Linked DNA regions of Gossypium arboreum: region 2 is linked to region 1. A link is a contact called in public Hi-C data. All regions are on one chromosome and are shown on one strand. Each heading gives the region's core, a stretch centred on a gene start, on an enhancer-like site or on the middle of the called end of the contact. The rest is flanking DNA. Distances are from core to core; before and after follow the strand shown. Region 1 holds the start of LOC108454003 (peptidyl-prolyl cis-trans isomerase FKBP53). Region 2 holds the start of LOC108484146 (40S ribosomal protein S20-2).

Region 1 (3,324 bases), core at 526-3,025:
GATTAGTAAATTTACACTTTGGTCACTCAATTATTAGTGAGTTTATAATTTGATCAATCAATATTTGCACAACTACCCCTAACCCAATAATCCAAACAATATCCACAACAACTCAAGCCCCATGCCTCACTTTTAACCCAACCAACTCAACAACCCTTCATTCTTAACTCACTCACCATTAACTCACTCACCATTTCCCTTTTGACCAAAACCATAACCCAAGAAAATCAACAGTTAAACTATTTACACACCCTTTCCCTCAATGAACAACCAAATATCACCGTAATCACAATCAAAAGCAAATAAAAAATACAATTAAAAAAATAATCAAATAGGACCTACAAAAGCAATTGGGCAGAATAAAATTAGAGAAAAGAATCAAAATATATATAAAAAAAGGTTTAATGACAAAATTCGCCACTAACATTTGCATGTTTTGTCAAAATAACCCTAATTGTATTTTTGAGGCTTTTTTGGCCATCAATCTTTTTTTTTTCAAACTGCTTTTTCTAACAGATTTAATGAAACTATCATTAAAAAATTAACAGAGGATGATGTGAAATATTTTAATGAGATGTAACTTATTACTTAGTAACCCAATAAAATAGTTACATGTGAAAATAATAAAATAAATAAATCATACATGAAATTTTAAAAATAAGTCTTAATTAAAAAACATAACTATCTAAAAAAGAGTTTCAAAATAAATGCATACGTTTGATTACTAGGAGGTTCCAAAAATAATTAATAAATCAAATCGAAAATACTAAATGCTTGAAACCTTTTGTAGATAATTATGTTTATTTTCTTTAAGTTAAGAGTTATTTTTAACTTCATAAATTATTTATTTTATTATTTCCACATGTAATTATTTTATTAGGTTATCTAAGTAATAAATCATATCTCATTAAAACTATTCCACATCATCTCATTAATTTTTTTAACAACACTTTCATCAATTTTGTTAAAAAAAGGCAATTTGAAAAAAAATAAAGGTTGATGGCCAAAAAATATTCAAAAATACAATTAGAGCCATTTTGACAAAACATGTCAATGTTAGTGGTCAAATTTGTCATTAAGCTAAAAAAAGAGAGAGAGACTTAAAGATATTAGATTCAAACAAAATTTAGTTGGAGAGTTCCAAGCAATGAAAGTTCAATTCAAAAGGTAAGAAGAAAGCCTTATTAAGAAGAGAAACATATCGAAGCTAGGCGACCATCTAATGATGGTGGATAGAGATCAAAGAGCTTCTTGGTTAGGGTTTTGAATTTAAATCAATGAAGTGTCTGGTCATTTGAAAGAAAATTAAACCATGAAGTTGAAAAAGAATGAAAAGAAAAGCTTTGTTCAATGTGCTTTTTTGTTAGAGAAGGCTAGATGATGGTGAGATTCCTAGAATACAACTTTTAGATAGTTTAATAATGAACTTATAATATTTTTGAAATTGATTGATCAAATTATGAACTTATTAATTGTTGAGTGATTTTGAATATAGTTTATCCTATAATGAGTTAATTGACCACGTTAATTGTTGAGTGATTTTGAATATAGTTTATCCTATAACGAGTTAATTGACCATATCAAATATCTTTCAACAATTTAGGATCTTTTTGGATAAATGACGCATTTAATAGTATAAAAACAACGATAAAACTTAAAATAAAAAGAAAATAAAAACCATAGCACTAGAAATAAACACACTTAAAAGTCGAGGATTTTTTTTCAAATAATTTAATCAGCAATTTATAAATTTTTGATATTGAGCGAGGAAAATTTAAATATGCTAATAATTGAGGGAAATTTGATCCGACCGCTCAAAATTCATCTGAGCGAAGGACGACCAAATCATTAAACGGGCATTTAGGGTTTAATAAAATCGCATAACGAAAACCCTCTAGGGTTTTAGAAGCAGCTGCTTTTGGTTTTCAGTATTTTCTCCCATCAAGAAGAAATGGGTTTCTGGGGTCAGTTCTTTTATCTTGACCAAAACCCTTTTACTTTTCTCGCTTTAAACTCTTACTATTTTGTATTTTCACATTTCATTGTTCCATTGTTTGGTTATGGTAAACAGTAGAGGAAATATTCGAGAAATTTGAATTATGATAATGGGTTTGGATCGAGGATTCTTTTGAAATTAAACCCAAGATTCATTATCGTCTTCGGGCCATTTACCAGTTACCAAACGATGCATTGCTTGTTGTATTTGTTTTTTCTTGAAACTCTCTATTTGTTCTTATAGGCTCTTTTTTTTTTTTTCGTAAACCAGGAATTGAAGTCAAACCTGGAAAACCACACCCTTATCATTCTGACAATGTTCGGGGAAAGCTTCACATTACTCAGGTATATTATCCTGATTCAGAAATTCAAAGTTAAAAGGAAAAGCCAGAGCATTTTGTTTTCTGAATTCTGGTTCATGTTGGAGTTTTCATTTTTCTTATACAATTATTAATTAGTAAATACTGTAGGAATAAGATTGTAGTCACATGCTTTTATTAGTTATGTTTTGAGGTTTTCTGACCCTTCATCAATGGAGTGCATTGTTTATATGGAGTTGAATAGTTGAAACATATAAATAACGTATAATGGTGAATCTTAGTCAGAATTTAGGCTTCTTGTTAGTTCTCTAAATTGCTAGTGCAAATGATTTTTGGGTTCCTAATTTTGGTTTTGTTTTTCTTGATACGATGTATGTTCCATTGTTAATTTATAACATGTGGTAACACAGGCAACTTTAGGCCTTGGATCATTTAAAGAGAGGTCTGTACTTCAGTGTTCTGTCGGACACAAGAGTCCGATCATCCTGTGTTCCTTGTTACCAAATCAGAATGAGACTTGCGCCTTAGATCTTAAATTTGATGAAGACGATGATTTAGTTGCTTTCTCAGTACTTGGCCCTCAAAGCATCCACCTCTCTGGTTACTTTGTTGCTGATGATGGAGATCACCTACGAGATGAATATGAGTCGTATCCTTTTATTTAATTTCTCTTATTTGAAGACAAGCATATTTGCATTTCATTTTTTATTAAATTGTTTCATGAAAGAACTGAGAACATGGTTGAGGTGTTTATAACTCAGAATGTGGCGCATATAACGTGATTTATTAATTCCTTTACTACATTATGAAGTGATTCTTATGGGGAGGATATTGCTGAGACTGAGACTGAGTCCGAAGATGAGTCCTCTGATTATTGTTCTGATGAGGAGTATGGAGATGATTTCATAGATGATGATGATCTTGAGTTCTTCCGTCCACCTGTCCCAAATAGTGGAGGTATTTGACATTTTGGATATCTTTACCAGATTTCATTAAGTAGAAACTGGAT
Region 2 (3,030 bases), core at 437-2,936, 540 kb before region 1:
TGCTATTTGTTGCCAACATTCAAATATACATCCAACGGTTGTTATCAAGATGACTCTATCGAAATAAACGCATACAAAAAAATGATTATCCATCTTCAATACTCAATCTGTTAAAAAATTAATAAAAAGATCTCAAAACAATTTCAAACAACATAAAAATACTTACATAAAAATTTAATGAATGATAATGGTCAATTTCTAACAATATCAAATTTATTGTCATTTCTAACAATATCAAATATATTAAAAATTTTACAAGATAACATTCTCAATAATCTAAACACAAAACTTAGTAACAAATCACAATAAACAAAAAACTTTAAAACAAAACATAAAAATAACACTAAACAAACTATATAATACTAACAATTTTTTTCTTATCATAATCTATTATATTTGAAAATAACAATAAAAAAATTACATTTCTTTTCTTTCTTCTCTTTTCTTTCTTTCTCCTCTTCTCCCTCTCTTATTCTGCTAAATTTTTTTCCAAACCGATCTGAGTAGGATAGGGAGTGGGGAATATCTTGGGTGTCATTTATCGAGATAGGCACAACTGGTGTTGCCTATCTGATAGGCACAACTGGTGCCGCCTATCTGACACTCTCCACTACTAAAATATATATTTTTTTTACTGTAAAGTGTCAGAAAATGAGGGTCGTGCCGCGTATGCACCGCCCTCCACCCATTCAAATATACCTTTTCAGTACTTAATTTTAGCATCAACCCATTTTCATATTTTTTATATTATTCGATAAAAAACTCTTAATTTTTTTAAGATTTGAGATGAAAGGATGAATTTATTTATTTTACATGTTTAATACTATTTTTTATAGTTTTCTTATTAGTGATCCATTTATCATTGTTTTCTCTATTTATTTATTAGAATATTAAATCATATTATTTCTTTTCTTTAATTCTATTTATGTTCATATTGGTGAAATTTGCTTTAATATGATTTTTAATATATTATTTTGTTTATCACATTTTAATTACCTATATAAATTATATATTTTCAACTCCTATATAGAATAAGGGTAGATTAGACATTTTATTTAGAAATTGTTTTTACAATATTCCTAAAATTCTAAGTTTACTTTTCAAATTTTTCAGTAAATTTTTACTTTTTATTTAAAATTTAAAATTTATTTCATGTTTTCAAATTAAACTCAAATAATTCATGTTAAGCTAAAAGTAAAGAAAAATCTTTTAAATTAATTAATTTTATATTTTATACTAAATAAAACTCATAATTTTTGTCATCACTTCTTTACCCAAATGAAGAACAAACAATTAATTTAATTAATTACAAGTATTTTTGCTTTGGTTTTAGTTTAAGAATATTCAAGATTATATAACTAAAAGAACTTTTAATTTCGTAAACAATTATTAAAATTAGTTATTTAAGTTATTTTCGTTAAGGATAATATGGAAATATAAAATAAAATTTTAAATTTTAGAAGAGATTAAATTAATTAATTTCAATATTATAGTAACAAATCAATTGGCATTATCAATAAATAAATAAGTATAATTTAATAATTTTGTGTATCATTTTAGCATCTACCACCTTTTACTTTAATTCTTAATTTTTTTAATGCTTAAAACGTCCTAGGTGACAAAATTACTAAGGAAGACCCTAAAAGTTGGGTTACCAACAAAGAATTTACCCACTAAATATTGCAGCCCGACCCCGTAAATCTATTTGGTCGAGCCTTCTTTCTAAAAACCCTAACCCTAATAATAAAAGCCTCTGCCACTACCGATCCCCTTGCATATCTTCTAAAAATACATTTACTCCGTTGGCTTTTGAGGAAAGAGGCAACCAAAGGCTGTTGCTTAACACTTAACTTCTTTCACTTCATCCACTTCTTCCAGGTTTCCTTTTCTCTTAACTTCTTTCACTTCATCCACTTCTTCCAGGTTTCCTTTTCTCTTTCCCTTTTATTTTCCTTGGTATTTTTATTTGATGTGTAAAATAGCTTGCTTTGGAATTGGGGTCAGATTAATGAGCAAAATAAGAAAGAACAGTGCTTTAGGTTTTCTGTATTCTGGGTTTTATAGCTCTAGTTCACCGGATTGATCTTCAATCAAACAAGTAAAAACCCACAATTTTTGGGTTATAACCTTTTCCAGTTTTCGCAACATTTCCGTTACTGTTTTAAAATGGAAATCATTGGATTGATCATCTTCAAAGAACCATTTTAGGCAACCATCCTTGACAATCCCCACCATCGAATTTGTGACACTGGGCCTTGGAGTATTTAGTCTGAATCCTAGAACCTACCAACATTTCTGGTAGCAACCGCAGTCCTGGATTTATAACTTTATTGTTGTGGCAACTCACAATACAATTTTCAGCTTTGACTCAAATTCTGCCATTCCTCTGATTGAGCCTTTCATCATCTGCATCTTTTAAACATATTTCTCATTTCAACCTCTGAACTTTTCTCCCATTTGCATTTCAGATTGCAGCTCCATTTTCAACTGCTCCTAGTTTTTCCAACCTTGGTGACAATCCTATCAGCATCCTTTTTTCAATTAACCCATTTCCTTTTGAGTTCTAGTCAGACTGTTATCTCTTATGACATGTTTCAACTCAGAAATCGGTAAAGAAGAATGAGGACAAAGCAGAAAGAAACTAAGGGAGAACTGAAACTGAAAATAGAATTTTGTGAGAAAATTGATGTGCATTTAATTGCCATCACCCCTTGCGATATCATTTATATATTGATATTTCTAGCTAAAAGCTGACTGAGTCTTAAGATTTTTAATTTTGTGAATTGCTTTTGGATGATAACTTTTTTATTTATTAGAAATTGATTGTACTGAACAGAACACAAAAGCAACTATGGCCTACGCTGCAATGAAGCCGACCAAGCCTGGTTTGGAGGAGCCCCAAGAACAGATACACAAGATCAGAATCACTCTCTCCTCCAAGAATGTGAAAAACCTTGAGAAAGGTACCGATTTATCTTATACCTCTATAATCTTGTTACTATCAAATTTTCCTCTTCTTAGCTAAATTTC

Evidence for each region. A called contact is a pair of places that touch in the nucleus more often than the background predicts.
Region 2: a Hi-C map of leaf shows a contact between it and region 1, with 3 times the contacts expected there. The contact joins the promoter of LOC108484146 here to the promoter of LOC108454003 in region 1. A contact is called at or near these places in 2 of 5 Hi-C or Micro-C datasets (both in leaf).

The regions. Positions count from the first base shown.
Region 1 is chr9:41,441,043-41,444,366 of ASM2569848v2, reverse strand. It overlaps LOC108454003 (peptidyl-prolyl cis-trans isomerase FKBP53), which reads left to right and starts at 1,775. Exons shown (of 11, transcript XM_017752280.2): 1 at 1,775-1,964; 2 at 2,267-2,340; 3 at 2,726-2,964; 4 at 3,127-3,272. The coding sequence starts at 1,952.
Region 2 is chr9:41,984,950-41,987,979 of ASM2569848v2, reverse strand. It overlaps LOC108484146 (40S ribosomal protein S20-2), which reads left to right and starts at 1,686. Exons shown (of 5, transcript XM_053019522.1): 1 at 1,686-1,923; 2 at 2,469-2,674; 3 at 2,837-2,963. The coding sequence starts at 2,852.